3 separate regions of the Mus musculus genome follow, and all the other regions are linked to region 1. A link is a contact called in public Hi-C and promoter capture Hi-C data. All regions are on one chromosome and are shown on one strand. The core of a region is the stretch at or near the end of the contact, and the rest is flanking DNA. Distances in the headings are between cores, read along the strand shown.

Region 1 (3,247 bases), core at 375-2,874:
AAATCTTATGCATAATTATATATATATTTAGAAATTATGTTTCTAAGAGCACTTAATGAACTGATAAAATGATCTTAAAACACAATGTAAAATGTTTCACAAGTGCTGTCTTCCAAACCAAGAGTATTTGACTGGAGTTTATGTTTGTTTTCCTGTGTACTGAGGATTAAGCCCAGGGCCTCAGGCATGCTAGGTACTCTACCACTGAGCTATGTCCATGACTCCTGACTTGAAACTAATTATGAAGAAATAAACAAAGCAAAACAAAACAAAACAAAATCCTACCCCAAATTGCCAGTGTGATGACAAAGGAAAAAAGAAACACTGGACGAATGGCAACTATTGCACTAAATGATCCTTCACTGGATCCTGAAGCAAAGAATGGAACTGAATGGAGACAATGAAGCGGAAAGAAAAAAGGGAAGGGATTAGTAGAGCAAGTCCTATTTTTATTTTGGATTATATGCTAAATAATAACACTGTATTCCACAGTGTGACCACAGGGTCATACTTAGTAAGGCAATGTCCTTGGGTCTATGATTGAATTTTGACCTCTGTCCAACAGTGCAGAAAAAGAGCATAAATCCAGGGATCTTGAAAAATGTGACAACTGTCAATGACTGGCTACTATGGGTTAAGGGTATATTTTGACTATTACTCTAATAATGTTTCTGTTGTCCTGGGGAAATGATGGAAAATCAAGTGTATACCTGCAACATTAAAAAAGAAACGGCAATGTGTTCTATGAATGCATAACTGGTTTTACTGTCTTCAAAATATTTTGCCTCTTTTCTGAGTGATAGGTATTCATTTTTTACAAAACACACACACACACACACACACACACACATACTGAAATAATTTCATTAACAAATTTAAGGTTTATGTATCTGAATGTTTTCCCTGCATATATGTGCACCATGTGTGTGCCTGATACCGTCAGAGGTCAAGGAAGGCATCAGATCAAGATAATGGAAGACGAAATCATTTATTCAAGTTTGCCACCCTGATCAAATTACAACTCTGCAAGGTTTTAAAAAGCTAATTTGCAAAGTTAGTGTAATAATATAGAAGAGACTGCTTCCTTCAATTAATCTGCTCTCTACTATTTCTAAAACTCGGCTCCCTGTTGGCAAGTGTCAGTGAAGAGTAAGCTGTCATTCTCACACTCGCAGACGCAGCTTCTGTTGCCGTAGCTACGCTCATCACTTAACATCTGCCGGACAATCTGTGTACAAAGACGCCGAGGGAAGCCTTCCGTTCACAGCTCAGGACTCCTCGGAAACCTCCCTCCCAACCGACCCAGCCCCAGGACACTGCGAGTCCGAGGAAGCACCGAGCAGCGGATGCTCCCACCGCCCGCGGCGACAGAACGCAGGAGGACTAGTGCGCCAGGATAGGCGACTGCAAGGTCACGCTCTCTGCCTCCGCGGTGGCCTGTCTAGAGCTCTGTTGCATCCTGCAAGAAGCGCCCAAAGGCGGAGGCAGTCATTTCTTCTCTCACCACTTACCCCGAGTGAGCAGCGTCCTTGGGATTTACTAGGGAACAAGCTGCCTTCAGGAACGCTGAGGCTCTTCTACAAATACCCACTAGACTGGTCGCAGCCATGTTTCTAATGGAGACCCACAGTGTCGGTGTCCACGAGGTCACTTCCGCTGGCGGCGTGAGGCAAGTGAAGCAAACAGGAACAGGCTTTGCCCTTACTAAACATGGCCGCTCCCACGGCTCTCGCTTCAATCTCCCAAGTCTGCCATAGAGTTTACAGGGCTCTCTTTGGGCGCCCCACCTACAATGTCGTCACTTTTGTCCGCCAGCGCCTGCCTGTGAAGCTCGCAGGAACGGGCCGCTGCCCTCACTCAATATGGCCTCCTCTAGCGTTCGCCCTCACTGGTGGATTGTCCCTCCCGGCTCCCTTAGCCCTCCCCACTTCCTTCCGTGGCCGGTGTAGCCATGGCGGCCATGAGCCTGCTGCAGCGGGCTTCGGTCTCCGCGCTGACAGCGCTGTCTTGCCGCCGCGCTGGTCCTAGACTCGGAGTCGGAAGTTTTCTCACGCGGAGCTTTCCGAAGACTGTCGGTGGGTGGCGGCCTCGGAGACGCGGGTGAGAGGTGGGAGGGCTGTTTCCAGGTGACCTTGGGGACCTCCGAGGGAGAGAGCGGGGACAAAGTCGGCCTGGGGCTCTCGTGTGAAGAGCTGCTGCAGATCGGATGGCCTTGTTTAAGCTCAGCGTTTGCGAAGCGCCTTGCCACGCCATGCTGGGCGCTGCTCCCTCGCTGCCAGGCTAGGCAGGCATGGAGCTGCTGCCCGCGTCTCCAAGGGCAACTGCACACACTTCGTTGTTGAGACAGGGTCTCGGGGATCCGAGGCTGCACTTGTCCCGGCTCCCGAGGGCTGGGATTGCAGGCTTGCACTGCGTCGCTGGGCTCAGGGCAGAATCAGGGTGCGTGGCACCTGCAGCTGGTTCCAACCCGCAGATAGGAAGTTGCTGAGAAGCGCACTGAAGTGAAGGCTGTCATGGTGTTCCTAGGCACGAGTGTAAAAAGGCTCCAGGTGACAGGCCCGTTAGGCACGGTAATAACTGTGTCCGTGGACCTCACAACATCATAGAAGGCCACGAAAATATTTTATGTTTGTTTTTTTTTTTAAAAGACTAGTGCGAGTGAATGTGTAAAGTTGGGTTCAGCCCAGATTGTATCTGCTGTATGTTAATGCAGTCATGCTTTTCATATGACCTGCGGGTCGCGACCCCTTCATAGGGGTCACCTAAGACCGTAGGAAAACACAGATGTTCACATTGTGACCCATAACAGTAGCAAGATTACAGTTATGGAGTAGCAGTGAAAATAATTTTATAGTTGGAGGTCACAACACAAAGAACTGCATTAAAGGGTTGCAGCATTAGGAAGGTTGAGAACCACTGTTCTCTTAGAAAGGAGCCTAAGAGGGGTAAAGAGCTCAGGTCTCAGGACAGTCATAGAGAGGGCCTTGGTTAGAGATATACAATTTGCCTTGTCTAATATAGAGAAAGACACACACACAAATTGCCCTAAAGCCTATTATATTGAGGCAGTATGCATAGGGACCTTCTGGAACATGCTGGAAAGGATCAGTGCATTTAAAATACCCAGCAGGAATTTACACTGAAGGCAGACTCCATGTGCTGACACTTCTTGGTCATATCCTTTTGACATCACTTTTTTATTGTAAATATCCTCAGATACACAAGTAGAGATCCCTTGAACCCTTCC
Region 2 (3,247 bases), core at 190-2,689, 4.0 Mb before region 1:
TATTTGTCGAATTAAATAGTCATTTGGGTCCACATACAAATCTTACATGAATATGGTGATAGACAAAGAAGTGATTTCAACTTTGATTATGAGTGGCTCTTATACCCTGCCTTATTGTCCTGCCCAGCCTTTCCCCATAATTCAAAATGAGGAGTAAAAGAGTAACTGTTAATAGTTGGGAAGGTCTGGCTGGGTGTAAGGTAGGGGTGAAAAAGAGGGCTGATGACCAAAAGGCACAGAAAATTTTGGAACGTGATAATATTCTACTATATCCTGACAATGGAGGTGATCGTACATCTGATTTCCTTTTTCAAGCCTCTTAAATCTTATTTCATATATATTCTAACATTAACCTTAGTTTAAACAAAAACTTTAGTAGTCAAGATTTAATAATAGAGATGAAACAGTACACTATGTAATTCTTACTTAAGTATTAGCAGGAGCAATAGTAACAACAACAATAGGGAAAAGCAGAGGGAACTCAGAAGCCAGGGGTCCTAATTCGGCTCTTTCTGTAACAAGAGGCAGAGTTTACTTTATGGAAGCCATGTGCTTATTGCTTCTAGACAACACAAATGAAATGTGTTCTGCATATACGTGTAAGTGACTATGAGACTAGATTTGTTTATAGGACAGCAATACCAAATCACTGAACAACATGAACTGGGTTGTGGGGTGGTCAGTTAATTACCTTGATTCTTTCCAAGGTGAGAGATGAAGCTATGATAAAACTGTGAAAGGAAAGCACACTTCTCGAGAATCTTTGTCTTTAATCATTTAACAACAAAAACAAAAACAAAACCTCAAACTCTAGGGCACACCGATGCCAGGAAGATCAAAGGTCACCGTAGAGTCTCGGGTACATGGGATTTCCCGCCCCTGAGAACACTGCTGACTTCACCAGCACCTCGTCATAGTGTCTGGAGTCCTCTGAGGATCTACAATGCAGAATCATGAAATAGCATACCACACCTAGCACTCTTCGAGCTCCAAGCACGGATTCCAGCCCCAAGGAGGGCTGCAAGCTGTACCAGAAGCTTGAATCAAAGTTCCACTCCACCAACACTCGGGACTCTTGCAAAATCAGCAGGACTTGAGAGTTTGAAGACCATTAAGTGACAGCATCCACGCACCTGCGTGCTAGGGCCCAGAGCAAGCTACCTGGTCCTAATAGTCGTCCCCAAGGTCAACTGGGCGCCGAACTGAAGATGAGGATGCATCTCGCCCGGGAACACTGCGAAGCTTCAAACAGTCGACTGCAGGCAGCTCTGCACGCCGGAAGTGCACTAATCCGCAGCACGTGGGGTTGCCAGGGCGAGCTTCACGTGACGGGGCGGGACCTCGGGAAGCTTCGAGCCAATGGGCGACCTGGAGGCGGGGCCTGTGGCGCGCCGGGGCCTATCCCGGAAGTGTGGTCGCGGCGGGGCGGGCCCGGGCTGGGCGGGCCGGGGCGGGGAGCCGGGTGTGGGAAGCGTGGCGGCCCCGCCCCGTCTCCTGGACCAGCCGCGGCCGCCAGCGCCGCCGCAGCCGCAGGGACCGGCGGACGCAGCAAAGGCGTGCGGTGCGGGGCCGGAAGGTGAAGACCTGGGGCCGGGTCGGCGGGGCGGCGGGGGATGCAGCCGGTGATGCTGGGGTCCGGGCGAGGGGAGGAGCCGAGATGCTTGGGAACTGGAGGGCGGCAAGCGCGGGACCGCCGGAGCTAGGGCCCTTTACCGCTGGGCCGAACCGGGATGCCAGGGCGGCGCCGCTGCGGGTCCTAGGCGCACTGAGGGCCAGGTGCAACCGGCCGGGTGCTCCTGTCCCAGTCTTCCCCGAACCTGCGGCCTGGCTGATACCTTGGCAGCGGGGATGGGACGGAGGGAGGCGCCGGGCCCCGCATCCCGGCGCAGGAAGGTCGTGGGCACTTCTTGCGGTGGGGTGGTGGGGACTGGACCTGCCGGCTGGGCGCTGGTGTCGCCTTCACTCTCCGGCGAGCTCTTCTGCGGCTCCTTTCCCCACCTCCCACCAAGGGCTGGAAAAGTTTTCAGAGGCCTGAATGGCAAAGTATACTCCACTCAGAGTGGGTGTTCTATAAATGCAAACATAACGGGCTAGTGATGCTCGGCTACCTGTCTTCAAAATGAGACATAACCCCGCCTGCATGCCGGTTATTAAAACGCAAACAAACTTTTCGCATAGTTCCCTCAGAAAAACCGCACATCTCCCCAGTCCACCATGGCAGACGAAATTGATTTCACTACTGGAGATGCAGGGGCTTCCAGCACTTATCCTATGCAGTGCTCAGCCCTGCGCAAAAACGGCTTCGTCGTGCTCAAAGGGCGACCATGCAAAATCGTGGAGATGTCAACTTCCAAGACTGGGAAGCATGGTCATGCCAAGGTAGGCCCTTCCAAGTCATTTTTTGGCTTCACCGTTAAGATCATTCGTGTTCCATTCTACATCGTGAGGTTTCTATATTGAAAAATAACTTTTTTTCCTTCCCCTCAGTCTCTTGAATGGTCAGACATTACTCTCAGTAAAGCTCTCCATTTAATCGGACCCTTAGAATGTTTCATTAACTGGAAACTAAAACTTTTTTAAATCCGTGTTTAGTAGAAACAAGCCTGTTCTTCTAATTCTAAGAGACTTGGTTTTCACTTTCTGTGGACTCTTGTTAATTGACTTGCTGACGTGTGTGGTGTGTTGAGTTTTGATGCCATGAAACTGTTCGGGTTTTGGGTACTTACTGAATCTCGTTCTGTGTCACTGCAACTTTTTTTAAAGAAAGTAAGATGACCTTGGAAGAGGTGAAAGGCTCCATTACAGTCAGAGCTGGGATTGTGCTGCTGTGTAGGGAGTGACATAGCTGACAGAGATTAAACATGTTTCCTGTGGTTCTCTCCTCTGTCAGGTACACCTTGTTGGAATTGACATTTTCACTGGCAAAAAATATGAAGACATTTGTCCTTCTACTCACAACATGGATGTTCCAAATATTAAGAGAAACGATTATCAAGTAAGTACTGATTTCTTTAACAGCATTTCAGAAGTGTATAAACACCCTCTTTAGTAGTAGTTTGACAAGACTTGAGAGTAGTTTTATAGAGTATATTCCTTACCAGTTACTAGACTCCACTTATCTTACAGATTAGAGAAATAGTGCTTTGTTTAGTTCTGTTGTTGTTGTTGTTAATATTCTGTGCCTTTTTCTGTTGTGAAGTAGGAGATCATAGGTCTCAGGCTGGCCTTGAACTCACTATTCAAGGAT
Region 3 (3,247 bases), core at 559-3,058, 3.3 Mb after region 1:
AATGTTGGCAGGGCTAGAGAGATGGCTCAGCGGTTAAGAGCACTGACTGCTCTTCCAGAGGTCCTGAGTTCAATTCAAACCACATGGTGGCTCACAACCATCTGTAATGGGATCTGATGGACGCTTTTAGTGTGTGTCCGAAGACAGCTGTAGTGTACTAATATAAACAAAAATAGATAAATCTTTAAGCCAGGCAGTGGGGGCGCACGCCTTTAATCCCAGCACTCTGGAGGCAGAGGCAAGCAGATTTCTGAGTTCGAGGCCAGCCTGGTCTACAGAGTGAGTTCTATGACAGCCAGGGCTATACAGAGAAATCCTGCTTCAAAAGACAAAAAAAAAAAAAAAAAAAAAAAAGAAAAAGAAAAAGAAAAAAAAAAGTAGGCTATGGCTAGTTATTCTGGTTACTCTTCAACATACACTTACCCATTGTCAGGTCGCTTGACATTGGGGTTACTCGATCTCTTTTTCATTAATACCCTCCCAATGAGAAAACTTATACAGCAAGGAATAAGCTTTACAAATAGATGAATTTGAGTTTTAGAGGACCACAAACATGCTAGCCAAGTGCTTAACCTACAGCTCCCATTCCATACGAGGCAATCTTGAAGATACTGCCCGGTTTTAAAGTATACAATTTTCCCAAACAAGACCACGGTTATATAGAGACTTATGAGCTTAGTTCCTTCATGAAGCATAAAGATCACAGGCTACATTAGATATTATATGACTGCAACAATATGCATATACCCTTTACATGCAACTATGCAACCAGCAGGACTAGTATCTCCCAAGGGTCATGTGAGGAACACCGGAGGCTTAGCATCCTGGGAGGCACACTTTCTCAGATGCTGTCACTCTGGAGCCAACTGGGAAAACATCCATCTTTGGCGGGAGAGCTCTGCTTGATGGCTTCTTCAGAGACTGGTGCTCTTACAAATCTTTCCAATTCAGCCCACCCCACATTCTTGCTCTTCAAGGAGGAAAACTTAACTTTCCTGGTCTTTTAAAGGAATTTTTCAGCTTGGAGCATTGTTTTCCCCTCTGACCTCTCCAGGTAAGTTAGGGTTTAAGGCTTTTCCAGTCCTGCCTAAGAAATCACAGCTTTGTCATGTATCCAACCTGGGACCACTGATAGCCTAAAATGTTTTTTTTTTTTTTTTTCCTCTCAGCTAGTGAAGACTGAGTCAGGCAGTCAGACACACTCCTTAAGTGCAATCCTTTATCTTGACAATGTTCTGATTTCTCTATCCCATTTTTCAAAGCTCTTTTTGCTACATCTCAAAACATTTAAACATGACGAGTAAATTGCCTGCCAGGAGATAATTCACCAATTAAGACAGCCGCTATTCTCATGGGTAGAGTCTGACTAATCAAATTCTTTTCTCTGAGGTATTAGAGGAATCATGGCTGGTAAAAAGAAAGAAAAAAGAAAAGGTAAAATTCTCATGCTGGTAAGAGTTTTAATTTTAAAAACTATTAGCAGGATGACAGCTATAACTAAGCCTTGAGAGGAGAATGACTCTGTGGTATTCTTGGGAACCTAAGGAAATTCACAGGAAGAAAAACAGCACTAATACAACTTTCACCATCTTTCTTATTTAAAATATAGGGTGAAGACCTACATTTTAGTATTCACCGAAAATCCAGGGCATCGACCACTGTTTGTTGAATGGACCATGATGTGTTTAAATTTTTATCCACGTGTTGATTTGGACATACGAGGGGGTTAGTATCGTCTTTATATTACCTCTGCTAGATACAAGTATCATCACCTCCAAGCAGAAGAAACTGAAGCACGGATATTAGGTAACTCGACCAAGGTCACAGGTAAGCTGGGAACCCAACCTTCTGCAGGCAGTTCTTGCCCTTGGGCCAGTACGTTTTTCAGAATGCGAGGAGGTGATGATTATGGTGAAGTAATCTATCTACATGACTTGGGGTTTTCACTGTTGTCAAAGCGTGGAGCTTCGTTTCCAAAAGGATCCGGGGTAGTCATCTGCCAGCTTTGTTCAAACTTGTGAACAAGAGCGTTCGACAAAACTCACCCCTCATTAATTTGACTCTTCCCAGCAATGGGAAAGGTCTCTAGAAATCCTTCTCTGAACTGCACTCAAAATGAGGGAGCTAAGCTGAAAGCGACTTTGGGAAAGGGGTCCTGGTGCAAGCCTCTAGCTACGTATGCCATCTTCGGTTGCAGCACCGTGCGGGGTGCCCAGATCAGAAACCAGCCAAGGTGGCAGAGTCTGTAGGAAGAGCCAAAGACTGAAGTGGGACAGCGCCTACCAAAACTACACACAGGCACTTAAAGGGCTGCTCTCACGTGACCCAGCGCCTCGCATCCGGGCCGCGCACGGACCGGCAGTACCCCTGAGTCACCTCGGCTGCAGCAGCAGGATCGGGACCCGTCGCAACTGGTTCCTGTCCACCGCAGCCAACAACGCCGCCGCCGCCATCTCCGCGCTGTTCTGCTGGATTCCAAAAGCTGCTTGGCTTATTCTTGAAAGCGTCCCTCCCTGCGCAAGCTTCTTGTCCCCGATCCGCCACCGTAGCTCCGAAGAGCAAGTAGGCGTCTCCGCAAGAGCCAATCACAAAACTGGGTGTTTCAAGGTACCGATTGGCTGATTGGACCATGTGCCTGGGGGGTGGGGAGTGAACTGTGAGGGGCTGGGCTCCATCTGGAGGGGCGGGGCCAGGTTTTTTTTTTTTTCTTTTTTTTTTTTTTTAGCACAGAGCATGAGAGGAAAATGCACAGCCCCTCAAACCACCACTCAAGCAAAATGCAAGCTTTCTCACTAAACATCAGGAAAAAGGGGCAGTGGAAACTGCGTGGCAGGAAACAAAGACACAGTAAAAGCTATGTGTAGGTATTTGATACAGCTGAGGCAGAGCTCATATGGGGGAGAAAAACACAGTAAGTGAAACAGCCAATCGAAGGGTTATAAGTGCAAAAACTAAATGGGACGTAGTGGCGCATATTTGCAATCCCAGAAGCTGAAGCAGAAGGATTGTAGTAAGTGACAGGATTGACTAGACAGTGAGTCCCAGGCCAGCCTGAGCAATACGTTGAGGCTGTCCCTCAAAAACCAAAATAAATAAGATATGAAAAACAAACATAAATGCAGAAGGAAAACAAATGTAAAGAGGAATAAATTAGTGAAATCAGAAAACTAACACCAAAGGACAAATAAATCCAGGAACTAAGAAAATAATTAGAAATAAGGGGACACAAGTGGAAGCAGGAACATCA

What was found. Promoter capture Hi-C pulls out the DNA fragments that hold promoters and counts their contacts. A called contact is a pair of places that touch in the nucleus more often than the background predicts.
Region 2: a contact with region 1 is called in a Hi-C map of CD4 T cells, with 5 times the contacts expected there. The contact joins the promoter of Eif5a2 here to the promoter of Mrpl47 in region 1. A contact is called at or near these places in 1 of 39 promoter capture datasets (pre-B cells) and 1 of 484 Hi-C or Micro-C datasets (CD4 T cells).
Region 3: a promoter capture Hi-C map of pre-B cells shows a contact between it and region 1. The contact joins the promoter of Mccc1os here to the promoter of Mrpl47 in region 1. A contact is called at or near these places in 2 of 39 promoter capture datasets (liver and pre-B cells) and 3 of 484 Hi-C or Micro-C datasets (CD4 T cells, muscle stem cells and pre-B cells).

The regions. Positions count from the first base shown.
Region 1 is chr3:32,735,131-32,738,377 of GRCm38.p6, forward strand. Mrpl47 (mitochondrial ribosomal protein L47) reads right to left here and starts at 1,625. Exons shown (of 7, transcript NM_029017.2): 1 at 1,512-1,625. The coding sequence starts at 1,609. It overlaps Ndufb5 (NADH:ubiquinone oxidoreductase subunit B5), which reads left to right and starts at 1,933. Exons shown (of 6, transcript NM_025316.2): 1 at 1,933-2,075. The coding sequence starts at 1,952.
Region 2 is chr3:28,779,838-28,783,084 of GRCm38.p6, forward strand. Eif5a2 (eukaryotic translation initiation factor 5A2) reads left to right here and starts at 1,440. Exons shown (of 5, transcript NM_177586.6): 1 at 1,440-1,576; 2 at 2,179-2,379; 3 at 2,891-2,995. The coding sequence starts at 2,215. 1700112D23Rik (RIKEN cDNA 1700112D23 gene) reads right to left here and starts at 1,285. Exons shown (of 3, transcript NR_166152.1): 1 at 1,134-1,285.
Region 3 is chr3:35,998,105-36,001,351 of GRCm38.p6, forward strand. It overlaps Mccc1os (methylcrotonoyl-Coenzyme A carboxylase 1 (alpha), opposite strand), which reads left to right and starts at 1,809. Exons shown (of 3, transcript NR_029456.1): 1 at 1,809-2,607. It overlaps Mccc1 (methylcrotonoyl-Coenzyme A carboxylase 1 (alpha)), which reads right to left and starts at 2,574. Exons shown (of 19, transcript NM_023644.4): 1 at 2,377-2,574. The coding sequence starts at 2,453.